Linked DNA regions of Mus musculus: region 1 is linked to region 2. The links are chromatin contacts, called in public promoter capture Hi-C maps. All regions are on one chromosome and are shown on one strand. Each heading gives the region's core, a stretch centred on a gene start, on an enhancer-like site or on the middle of the called end of the contact. The rest is flanking DNA. Distances are from core to core; before and after follow the strand shown. Region 1 holds the start of Nr1i2 (nuclear receptor subfamily 1, group I, member 2). Region 2 holds the start of Stxbp5l (syntaxin binding protein 5-like).

Evidence for each region. Promoter capture Hi-C pulls out the DNA fragments that hold promoters and counts their contacts.
Region 1: a contact with region 2 is called in a promoter capture Hi-C map of liver, with 2.9 times the contacts expected there. The contact joins the promoter of Nr1i2 here to the promoter of Stxbp5l in region 2. A contact is called at or near these places in 4 of 39 promoter capture datasets (the 3T3-L1 cell line, frontonasal cranial neural crest and liver).

The regions. Positions count from the first base shown.
Region 1 is chr16:38,291,208-38,297,740 of GRCm38.p6, forward strand. Nr1i2 (nuclear receptor subfamily 1, group I, member 2) reads right to left here and starts at 3,617. Exons shown (of 9, transcript NM_010936.3): 1 at 3,311-3,617.
Region 2 is chr16:37,382,051-37,388,151 of GRCm38.p6, forward strand. Stxbp5l (syntaxin binding protein 5-like) reads right to left here and starts at 2,908. Exons shown (of 28, transcript NM_172440.3): 1 at 2,760-2,908; 2 at 1,462-1,655. The coding sequence starts at 1,647.

The DNA of each region.
Region 1 (6,533 bases), core at 2,367-4,866, 910 kb after region 2:
AAAGTCATATGGAAACATGCAGTGAAAGCTTCCTAAAATATGTGTGTATATTAAAGGAGTTTAAATAGAGCTGCCCTATAGCGGGAGAAGAGGAAGGACAATGGCTTTCCCTGGGCACCATGGGCTAGAATGTAAAAATCCCAGGGCTAGGTGTGGGCTACTTGTATTCAAGTTGTTGGTCAAGGCAGTTTCACAGCTCTTCCCCCAAACATACAAGCTGTTGCCATTGCTCTTGGTTTCTCCCTAGGATTTGATGGTAAAACCCTAGAGCCACAGACACTAGCCTAGGTCTGTATATCATAAGACACGGAAGAATCGAGCTAGTGCTGACCAGGAAATGTCATCCCTACTGCATAGCTTTAGTGGTGCTGAAACACGTAATCAGGGGAGAAGAGGCATCCGCAGCCCTGCCCTGCAAGTGAACCAGCCCTTCAAGCTACCATAAAGATGAGTCTGGCAGAGAATGCACTCTGCTCAGTAGTGGCAGGGATGTTACGGGAGTGAGCAACAACTTTCTAATCGGATTAAAGGTCCACCTCACAAGGCACAAGTCAAACCTGGTACCACTAACTGGGCCAAAACTCCATGGCTGACCTTGGAGGAGAACCTAATATTACCATTCTGCTAAGTAGACACACTGTTAAACTGAACCCTAACTTCTTAGCTTCACACCCATAGACTATTGTATCCTTCGACCCTCCTCAGGGAAGGCTTTTCCATGCAGTGCCACGTGATTGATACAGAGGCTCACAACTGGTCAACATACAATAATAAGACAGCAGAGTGCTCGGCTCTAAATGAACAGCCACATCTCCCTTCTTCCTTCAAGGCATCTTTACAGAAGAGGGTGGCAGAAAGGCTGTAAGAACACATGGCGTGCATTCACTGATATGTGAATATTAGCCCCAGAGCTCCAAATAACCAGGATACAATTCACAGACCACATGAAGCTCAAAAGGAAGGAAGACCAAAGTGTGGGGACTTCCATCCTTCTTAAAAGGAGAACAAAATACTCACCGGAGGAAATATGGAGAGAAAGTGTAGAGCAGAGAATAAAGGAAAGGTCACCCAGAGACTGTCCCTCCTGGGGATTCATCCCATATGCAGTTACCAAACCCAGACACTGGTGTGGATGCCAAGAAGTGCATGCTGAAAGGAGCCTGATGTGGCTGTCTCCTGAGAGGCCCTGCCAGAGCCTTACAAATACAGAGGTGGATGTTCACAGCCAACCACTGGACTGAGTGCAGGGTCCCCAATAGAGGAGTTAGAGAAAGGACTGAAGGAGTTGAAGGGGTTTGCAACACCATAAGATGAACAGCAATATCAAAAACCAGAATTCCCAGGGCTCCCAGGGACTAAGCTAACAACAAAGGCCCCAGCTGCATATATAACAGAGGACGGCCTTGTCAGGCATCAGTGAGAGGAGAGGTCCTTGGTCCTATGAAGGCTCGATAGATGCCCTAGTGTAGGGGAATCGAGGGTGGGGAGGTGGGAGTGGGTGGGTGGGGAGGTGGGAGTGGGTGGGTGGGGAGGTGGAGGAACACCCTCATAGAAGCAGGGGGAGGGAGAATGGGATAGGGTGTTTCCAGGAGGGAGGGAAACCGGGAAAGGGGATAATATTTGAAATGTAAATAAAGAAAATATCCAATTTTAAAAAGAAGAAAGAAACAAAGGTTGTAAGAAGCAGAAGTAGTGAACATGTACAGGGAAGTCATCAAGCGTGAAGACCTAAGCTCCTTCCCTGGAACCCACATGGTGGAAGGAGAGGATGGACTTCTGCCATTTATCCTCCGACCTCCCACACGCATGCCATGGCAGGTATGCTCGCACATACATACACACTGAATAGATGCTTGTAACAAAAACTTTAAAAATAAACACTTAAATCCTAAAGCAGTTAAACAGGGCAAGGTTCTATGTGGATGGGGAAGATCTCTAAGTCCTGCACGGTGGAAAAATCACATGGCAGTTGGGTTGGTTTGTACGTGAACACAGACATAGATGCAAAGACTGTGGTCTGGTATACACACACCATGCCAGTTGCTTTGGTGGGAGACAGGGACTAGGAGAAGCAGTTAGCTGTATTTACACTGCATTTTACTGAGCATGCAATCAGTCATGAGTCGCTTGACAGTTTAAACAGTGGCCACCTACAAAACCAGTCTAATTGGCTTTGCAGTGGTCGACTGTGTTTATTTCCCAGTCATTTAGCATCAGGCAGATTGCCTGTAGACGAGTCGGCGACATCTTCTATGTAGAACCATTTGCTTCCGCTGTTATGGGGCAAAACCAGCCTCACGACTTTGTGTTTTAGTACGACTTTATTGATTAAAAAAAAAAATAGCTGATGGGCCAGATTTGGCCCATGAGCTATAACTTGGTGATCCCAGTTTAGATTACATTTATTATATAAATAAAGCATTTTTAAGCAAGTATTTTTGTGTATTCAAAAAAGTCTATTAATGAACAGGGTAAGCCAGGCTTCAGAGGCCTTACTTGGAATACTTTAGACTCTGGCCAAGTCATTAGAGACCAAGGATTCCTCTCAGTGTAGATAATTCAGCCACTTTTCATCTGTGTGGTGGTCCTTTGCCTTCCCGGCAGCAATGAAAAACAGTCATGCACGTGCAAGGGACAATGCCACACCTGAAGCACAGAGGGAAGGTTTGGTGGCCTTGAAGGCATCTCCTAAGGTAGCTCCTGGATGTGGAGGAGCCTTAAAGCCATGTCTCTAGCCTGCGCCTCGGGCTGTTGTATGGAGCAGAGATGGGACCTAGGGTACTGAACATAACGGGAATGACTCTGACAAACAGAGTCTAAAGCCGACCACTGTACACGGATATAGTGTGTACTGAGACACCGCTAATGAGAATGTGAGGCCTCGTGACCATCCTGCCGCTGTCTATGTCCCCGGGGGCTGCCAGCACTAACCTGACAAGCTCTGGGAGCCAGTGCTAATAGTTCCTGATTCTCATGGTCTTCAGCAGCGGTGTTTCCTAGGTCAGGGACTCCAACCCTGTCACAGAAGGGGCTCGGCTGCCTATCTAATGCCCGATGTCACATACACAAGGCTTCTGTTGTGATGCTTCCTGGCAACACAAGTGTAGGCCAGGTAGCAGAGCACCTTGGCTCCACAACTGTCTTCATGCTTTGTTTGACCCAGGAAGGAGAAGAGGAGAGAAAAAGGTGTCATTGTCCTCCATACTCCTTCACATTGCTGACCTCCGACCTCATTTGTATCCCCCTCAGCCTTCTGTTCAGAGGCAGAGGGCATCTGACTCTTAGAAAGAGAAAGAAGGAAAGATCATACCTGTCTGGGGGCCACTGCTTTTGTTGGATTTCCCCCTTGGGGTCCACCTTGAAGAATCAGGAACGATGGTTCTGCCCAGAGCTCAGCACACCTGCCGTGGCTACCTGGCTGCACATGGAGATCTCAGCTTAAGTCCTCAGTGTTTCCTATGAGCCAAGGTCAGGCCCCTAGGGAGAGGCTGACCATCCAAGTAGACAAAAGAGCAGTATCTATCCCCGATTCTCACCCTCAGCTAACCTTAGGCTATGTTGTCCACAGGCATAGGAACCATACTTGTTCTTGCCCACAGTACACCCCAGGTCCAATGTAGTAAGGGGCCCCAGTTGGCACTCCCAAGTCCCAAGTCCAGCACCCGAGCTAGCAATGACCAGATTACCGTATTTACTCTTGTTATATCCCCTTCCTATTTTTTTCATAGTTGTCTTCACTGTAAAACATGTAAGGGAGGGGAAGTGTGTTTTAAGTGTTTGCTCTAAGTAATTCTGGGCCAATGTTTGCCTCTCTGAGGGTGATTTTGCCTCTAGAGGTAAAGTGCCTTTGAATCTATAGCTCCTAACACTTTTTTTCCCTAAGTTAATTTCCTGGACAGAAGCAGTTTACGTGAAAGTAAGGAAAAGGCCACACACATGACACTGGCTTGTTGATATGAGAGAGAGGGAGGAAATAGCTTCGAGACAGGTATGACCTTGCAGTTCCAACCACAGGACAGAAAGCTGGCTGGGACTACCAGGAACTGTCTGAGAGTTTTCTCTTCTCTCGGACCCTTCTAGAAGCTTCCTGTCTAGTGGGCTCTGGGGTAGCAGGACATCATCGGGGTGTCCTTGGCCCTGGGGGCTTGCATATCTGGGAAGCCTGACAAGGGACACTTATTTCCACGAGTGGAAGCAGGTCTTTTTTTTTTCTGTACTGAGATGAATGGGCAGGATTCCAGAATGGGCAGGGCACCTCACCAGAAGTCCTGGGGTCACGGGTAAATTATTACAGCTTTTATCATCTCTCGGGGCTCTTCTGGCATACAAAGGTCTCTATTCACCTCTCCTATAAAAATGGCAAGTTATTTACAGCAGAAACAGGGAATCCAGGACAAATGAGGAACTTCCCAAAGGAGAGAAATGCTCTTCGGTTCCTGAGGGATTGTCTGGTCTCTCTTCCTCTGCAGATGCTGTCCTGAGCTCTAGGTGGCATAAGAAGACTGCAGGGCTGCCAGGCATCAACATTTATCTGGGTAGGGCTTTATTTGGAAGCCAGTTTAAACACCCAGTTTGTGGTAGTTACTAAGAACCCCAGACTGGAGGCCCAGAGAGGACCTGAGTCACTCCCACGCATGGCTGGAAAGGAGGAGAAACTGGAGTCCTGACCTCTGCTCAAACTTTCTTCCCCTGCAACCAGCACTAGGAGCTCCTGAACCATCCACCAGAGGCAAGCCTAGGCAGTCAGCGTCCTTGGTCAATTTTATAAAAACATAAACAAAACCATAAATTAAAAAAAAAAAAGAAAAGAAAAAGGAAAACTCAGATAGCCAACTAAATTCATGACACACTAATGGTGCAAGTTCAGGTGAAGCCAAAGGAAGGGAGCAGGGTGGTCCAAGGACCTCCAGGGCACAGAGGTGCCATGGGGTAGACTCAGAGGGGTGATCTCCTCTTTGGTTTTTATTTTTGTTCTGTTGTGGTGGTTGTTTGGGGGGGACATATGCCCTACTTTTCTTTCTGTTCCTGTGATAAATACCATGATCAAAAGCAACTTAGGGGCCGGGTGTGGTGGCACACGCCTTTAATCCTAGCACTCGGGAGGCAGAGGCAGGCGGATTTCTGAGTTCGAGGCCAGCCTGGTCTACAAATGAGTTCCAGGACAGCCAGAGCTACACAGAGAAACCCTGTCCCGAAAAACCAAAAAAAAAAAAAAAAAAAAAAAAAAAAAGCAACTTAGGGGAGGGAAGGTTTATTTAACTTGCTCTTCCAGGACACCATCCATCATTGAGGGAAATCAAATCAGAACTCCAGCAAGGCAAGAACTTGAGGCAGAATCCGTGGAGGAATGCTGCTTACTGGCTTCATCCTCTGGTTTGCTCCTCCTGGGTTACTTGTTTCCCCTGGCTGGCTCCCTCTGGCTTGCTCCCCCTGGCTTGCTCCCTCTGGTTTGTTCAATTTCCCTTGTAATCTTAATATACAATCTGGTTTCTATTCATATCACATATATTTTTCCTCCCCACAATCCCTTTTAAAGTTATCTTCAGAGCTGGTGGGGTAGAACACAAGTTATCTAATAGTGTGTGAGATTGATTTGTAAGTTTTAAATATGTGCAGTTCATCCTCTTTACTCTTACAAAACTCGGGAACAGGCCTGTGTATGAAGAGTAGTTTCCTATTACTGTTAGTTGCTCATTGCTGTGCATCACTGGACAAGACGGGCTCCATTGTGGCGTTTTCATAAGGACTTGAAGTGAATGTATTTTGACCATGATCACTTGCCCCTGAGGAATCCCCTCTCTCTGCACCCTGCTTTCTCTTCTATAATGTGTTCTGTGCAAAATTCGTTTGGAAAAAAACGTGCCATTCAGACCCTGGAGGTCGTTAGCACTGTTTCCGATTCTCTCTGGTTCTCTGGCTTACTGTGAACATTTTTTTTTTTAACAATTTTATTATTCATCGACAAATATCGTATATATCTACCATGGGTCATGCAGGACTTTCCTTTCAATGGACTGACTCTTCAGCTCTCTTCTACTGATAGATACTGTGCAATGGGTCAATTGTGTTACCTAGCAACTAACTACTTCAGGTAAAAATGGCCCCTGATGGGTAAACTGCACCTGTATGGGGAAGACTTGCAAACAACACTCTTAGTGCCCACTGGGGAATCACAGCTGTGAGCCTCTCTCAGTGCAGTTTTATAAGTAGGAATATCTATTTGGGGGGGCCTCTGGAAACTGTGCCCGCAAAATTATTACAGGAGATTCTAACCTCTGGGTTGCAAGGCTTGTACAGCAGGCAGGTCCTGTGCTCACCCAATGTGTTCTGTCTTATATCCTGCTGCCTGTGCCAAATGTGGACTACTCTAACTCTGTGCATACAAACATTTAGTTGAGCCCAACGCCAGTCCCTGGAGTGCACTGCAGACATTTAGGTTGAACCTGACAGTTTCTATGTCACGTTGTGTCTGTGCTGATAAGGAACAATGGTGCTCCAGGATTTACCTTGTCCGCCTCTGAGAAAAAGCTTTA
Region 2 (6,101 bases), core at 1,658-4,157:
TGCCATATGTATCAGACATAGACCATACTTAACTTCTGCCACTTGTCATGACCACTCTTTTCTTAAGAAACTTGGAGGTAACCGTGTGCTGCACTTTATTTCCAGCATTTACACATACATACCTCTGAATTTATTTCATTTAAAAATTTCTCTACTTGCTTTACAGCCTCTACTGTTCATCATCCATCTGGTTTGAGTCTACCTGCTCTATACTAATTTTATCTGAAATAAAATTCTCCTGCATCACTATCACGTTCATTACTTGAGGGTATTAGGATTTTTTTTCAGAATATGGGAAAGGAAATAGAAATAAATAATCAAGACATGATTCTCCTGTGTAGCAATTCAAATTTGGCTTCCAGGGCTCTTTCACATATTTGTTTCAGAACCGCTATTAAGTTCTTCCTTAACTGATATAATATCTATTACTTCATATTGTATTCAAATTTCACACAATTGATTAAATCTATTTAATTCTAAATAAACTTGGGCCTTAAGTAAACTAATAACTATAGATTTGATGTTTTTATAATAAACTTTCTAGGAAGAGCTGAGACAATGACTGAAACTTAACCTGATTTTTCTTATTATGTATTTATATTATGTATTCAATCACATTTATAAAACTATATTCATTTATATCATACAAATGACTTAAAGGTGGTTTTTTTTCTCATATAAGTCATATCAAAATTACACTGAAAGGTAACACCCAAAAAGAGCAATGAAGAAAATATACCATCTCATAAAGTAATACTATAATATCTTTATATAGCAATGTTACATTTTTTTTTTTTTACTATTTCTCATCTTCTTTCCCTGTCCAAAATTCTGCTTGTTCATTGGAAGCTCAAAATCAAAGTATAATGGCCTAAATGTTTTCCTCTGAATCAGAACACGTTGCTTTGCTTTTCTGGGAATTCTGAGTTCTCACAAGAATTGAGCCCATAGGATTTGTATGCTTATCAAGGGTCTAAGATCCCTTTTTTTCTAATATCTAGAATTTTAGAACACTGTCACTGGGCACATTAATCTATTATCTACTTAATTCTAGCAACATGTTGAGAGCCTTATTCATTTTACAACTAGACAGAGAAAAGGAATAACAGTTTCTCAGAATGAAAACCCAGGAAGCCAAATGGCTGTCATTTCTCCTTCAGTTTAGTACGTATACACAAACGTATTTTGTCCACTTATTTGGCTTTAACACCTTGGAAATACTACTTTTTGTGTGTCTTTTCCTTCTCTTTAAAATACCATTGTTGCTTATAAACCGATGCCAAAGTTAATATCTAAAGTGTTTTTATTCATTCAAATCAACTTAGTACTAGGCTCTTTGATACTGACGTCTCAACAATTTCCAGCCCTGCAAATGTATGTGTGTGTGTGTGTGTGTCTCCTTGTTTCTTCACAACAGTAAAGTAGAAATATAACAGGCCCTAAAGCCAATTCAAAACTTACCTTGCAAATCTGGAAATAGTCTGAAGTCAGGCTTTCCTGAATTTCCTCTCTCGGAAGCCCTGCAGTCCCTCCTGGATGGACAGAGCCACTTCCAGCCCCACCACTGTTACTGCCACTGCTGCTACCACTGCCAGGGGAAGAGGCAGTTAAGCCATCCAAAACTTTTCGGAAATTAAACTTCTTCATTTTAAACACTGTCGAAAAATTAAAAGGAAAAGAGAAGTGGTCACAAACATGGAATTTTACGGGGCAAAAGCCTCTATCTTTTCATTAGTCAAGGCAGGAGTAGCTAGTCCCCATTTTATGAGCATTGGATGTAATCGACGGGGAAGAGGGGTTCGGGCTTCATGTCCTCAAATTTTAACTTTAAAAGGGATATCTTTATAAGATAAAGAGAACACAACTCCAAGAGCAACAGTATTCCTTCCTTCGCACATTCAGATTTTCAAGGGCTTTATCCCCAGCTGTAGCTATGCTTTATCAGCACTGGGGTAAAAATAAAAGGCCGTGTCATCATCGTCATTAGCATTATATCATCATTATTATACAATCAAACCAGAGCCCAACAGACCAAGACCCTATGGACTGTTCTGAAAGGGGGGCTTTCCTTCTTCAGGGTCAACTCATAAATTTTTATTATCGGAAAAAACGATGTTGTAGGGGAACCAGTATTTACTCTTCCACCATGTTTGGGGCTCCCCCCCACACAATCCCATCATCTTCAAAGCTTCCTTTTTCTCAATAGAAACTAGGGGACAGGAAAAAAAATGGCTTTTTTCCATCCCATATACCCAAAAACCTAGACCCCAAAACATCTGCGGTGACTCACGGCCACAGCCGACGGGAGGGGCGAGCGGGGACCGCCTGCCTCCACCTGTCCCCAGCTCCTCTCTTCTGCCCCTCTCCCGCCTCTGGTCTCCCGTGTCCCCTCCCCGCCCGGCTCCCCCTCTGCACAGCAGCGGCTCTCCGGGGGATGTGAGGCGGTGACGCCTGCGGCCCGAGTCCCGCCTCAGCCTGCGGGGCGCGCAGAGCTGGCTCTCTCGCTCCCTCCCAGCCAAGCAGGGCGCTGAGGCTACCACCGCGGGCTACGAGCCCTGGAGCCCTCACAGACAGCCGGGAAGCCACACGCACCTCAGACAGCTGCGCGGGCGCGCTCTCCCTCTTGCACAGGCACACACACACACACACACACACACACACACACACACACACACACACACACACAGGCGTGCGCACAGGTGTGAGGGCAAGCCGCGATGGGACAGCACGGGTGTCCCTGGGGACCCCAGACTTAGCACCTTCCTCAGACGCCACTAGCCGCCGGCCAGCCCGTGAGGCGGAGGGCGCGGAGGCTGCAGGCTCACAGGCGGGCGAAGGTCCAGCCCGGATCCGGCCGCTTCTCGGGTCCCTCTGGTCCTGGTGCCTGGCGCTCTCCGAGGTCCTAACCGAGCGGGCGGGTCTGTCTCAGGCTCCGCCCCCGCCGTGGGAGGTAGGCCCCGCCCCAGTCGGCCCGCACCCTCCTCCCTCCCAGACTCTCGCGCCGGGGGCGGGGCACTCTGGGCACCAGGGGGGCGGGACATCCTCTCGCCAATCACAAGCTCCACTGACCTAAGTCTTAGGGATTCCAGGCAGGAAAGAAGTTTGGGGATAGGTCAGAGAAAAAGCCAGTGACAGGAGGAGGGGATCATTTAGGAAAGTAGGTGATGTATTTGATTGACAGCCATACTAGCCAGTATGCCTTGGCGCCGTGCTTTGGGGGCTGTAATTGGTGCTACCTGTTGAAGGACGCAAGTGTGAATCAATAGAATGCTTGCAAGCTTGAGAACTTGCGCTCCGGGAGTCCCAGGCTGCAGAAAGGGTTACCTTAGGTCGTGCTCTGGACTGTATTGTGGACCCGGCTTTTGGACCGGGCTTATTTTGCAGCCTTCCCCCACCCCCCAGCACCCCTTGAATCTATTTCTGCTCACCAGGGCCAGGTGCATCTAATAGACGATCTCGCTGCCCTGCTATATGCGTTGAACGTAGATTTGTAAATAATCCCTACAAACTGTTAGTTCTCTCCATTAAGTCATCTGTACCAAAATGAATTGGTTTTCGGTGGAAATGTTGGCTTCCAAATCTTAAGGAAATGATTTGCCTACTTTATACAGCCTATGGAAATAGACCAGCGTTCCCCTTCTCCACATAGACAAATTAAATTTTTGAGGAAACATTTCTCTCAAATCATGACAAGATGCATCTTAAGCTTTTTTCTCATTTGAATCATTTTGGAAAATACTCTATTCCATACAGGAAAAAGAAACATCGCACCATTGTGAAGAAGGTGATGTAGTTCTGAGCCCTGACTGGCTTTTGGTAAAAGGCTCAAGGTCCATAACTAACTGTACACTTTAATCTAAGCAACAGGGATCATTAGAAATCGTCCCAAATATTTACTGTCCTACATCTTAGGTATGAAACACCACTTCCAGACCCATCCCTTTCTCTGTCAGAGATGAGAGGGGAGAAAGGGAAGACTTGAATGCCTTATGAATTACTCAGGCAAATAGCAAAGAAACCATGGCGATCAAATCGCGCTCAGATTTTCGGAAACTCAGCTCGGTATTCACATTCTCATTTTGAATGTTCTACTCCTTAACACTTGCAGCACTTCTTTTTGTAACCCTCTCACACTTTCACGGTCAAACCCAGATAGTGATTTTCTTAATAACCATTAAGGAGTAGAACTTTGTGCTTCTAGTTAATTTAGTACCTGGCACAGTATTTCTCTTAGAAAGAGCATTCAAAGGGCTTTAGACAATGGATTAGTTACTGGCTATAAGATAAAGATTTATGAGATGATATCTAACTTATCATGCTTGGGAGGAGTGAAAAATAAGTATGGAAACAAATTTCATATGTGTTATAAACTGGATCTTGAAGTGCTTCTAAATCCTATATCAGATACCTAACAATACCTGTCTTTTGCTGTCTCCTGTTGCCTTTTTTTTTTTTTTTTTTTTCCTTTCTGGCCCATTGTTCATTTCCAAACATCGGAGTTAATGAGAGCTAAAAGATTTTCTTCCTCTTTTTACGTCTAGCTTTTCTTTGAAAGGAGGCGATTTGGTGAGTTAACCATTATTAAATAGAGTGATGGATTTAGAATGCTTTCTTTGCTTCAGCAAAATTTGACCTACCTACTTAAGGGTCAATATGAAAACAAGCCCACAGCATGTGGAGGTCTGGCCTTTTGGTAAAAGTGAAGGAAGAAGATATTCCAGTTCAGCAAAGAGACATAAAATGTTTACAAACAAAACTTAGGTCACTCATCACAAGCATCATACTATCACAAATGTATTCTATGAAAAAAAAAAAAAACCAGAACTGATAAAGGAAAAGCATATTAAACAAGTTAACAAAGATCATGAAGGGAATTCAACAACCTGCTAAGTTAAAAAAAAAAGCTATAAAACACACAGCAGTCCAGATGGGATGACAAATAGGTATGAAAAGTAGAAGAAATGTTGTGTCAAAATATACACGTTTCCAATAAATATTAGAAAGTTAAAACAGCTGGTAAGGTGACTCGGTGGTAAAACATTTGTCTAACTTGTGCAGGGCTGTGCTTTCATTCTCCTAAATAAACACACACATAAAATTAAAAATAAAATGAAATACTATAGTTAGGACTCTCTGGCATAATTTTAAATATTAGCAATTCTCTACAGTAGCACAATAACTTATACATGGTGAATATCCAGCATATGTTAACTTGAATATAAGATAACAAAAGGCAGGAGGCACCTTGTATGTTGGGAAACAGTAAAAAGAATCTTACTACATGAATCATAATGAAATATTTGTGAATGCACATTCCATCCTGAGTTAAAAAGCAACAGGGTGTTATTGTATAAACATTTGGGAAAGGGAATGAGATCAGAAGATACAATATAGCCTATAAACAATATAGAAAATGCTAGAGCTGGGTTAAGTAATGATCACTCCTGGCTTCTTCCTGCCCATGTGACAAGTATAAAGAGCTATATGAAAGAAAAGTGGCCTGAGCTTGATACTTGCAACAAAATAAGTAAATCACAAATCTAATAATCAAATCAACAAAGCTAATAAACTGGAAGGTGTTTAGAATATGTGTCGAAAAGAAAGTACAGCTCACTTTAAGGAGTTACAATCTTGGACTCAAGCCAACAATGAGGGGGATCTAAGCTACTTTTCTACACTGAAAGAGCAATCAAAAAAATTGCACAAAAAACTATACTCATGTGACACTTCTAATAGAAAGGAGTACTTGATGAATTGGCTGAGCTTTGATAAAAGCATGCAGGGAAGACAAAGCAAACTTGTAAATGGTATATTGTATATATAAAGTCCTACCGGGTGGGTGTCACCTATATCCCAAACACTGGAAGCTGTGAACTCCATAAACATCTCATCCATTGACTGCTCATTATAACTCTAGGAGATGGGTAGTTATTCTCCCCACATTATACGTATAAGAAAACATAAGTTTCAGGGGGGAAAAATTGCCTACAGTCACTTAAGATAATCTAGTCTTCAAATCTAGGCCTAACTTCAAAGATTATGTTACTTAACTATTACTAATTTAGAAAAAAAACTAAACAAGGTAGAATAGAAAGGGGGGG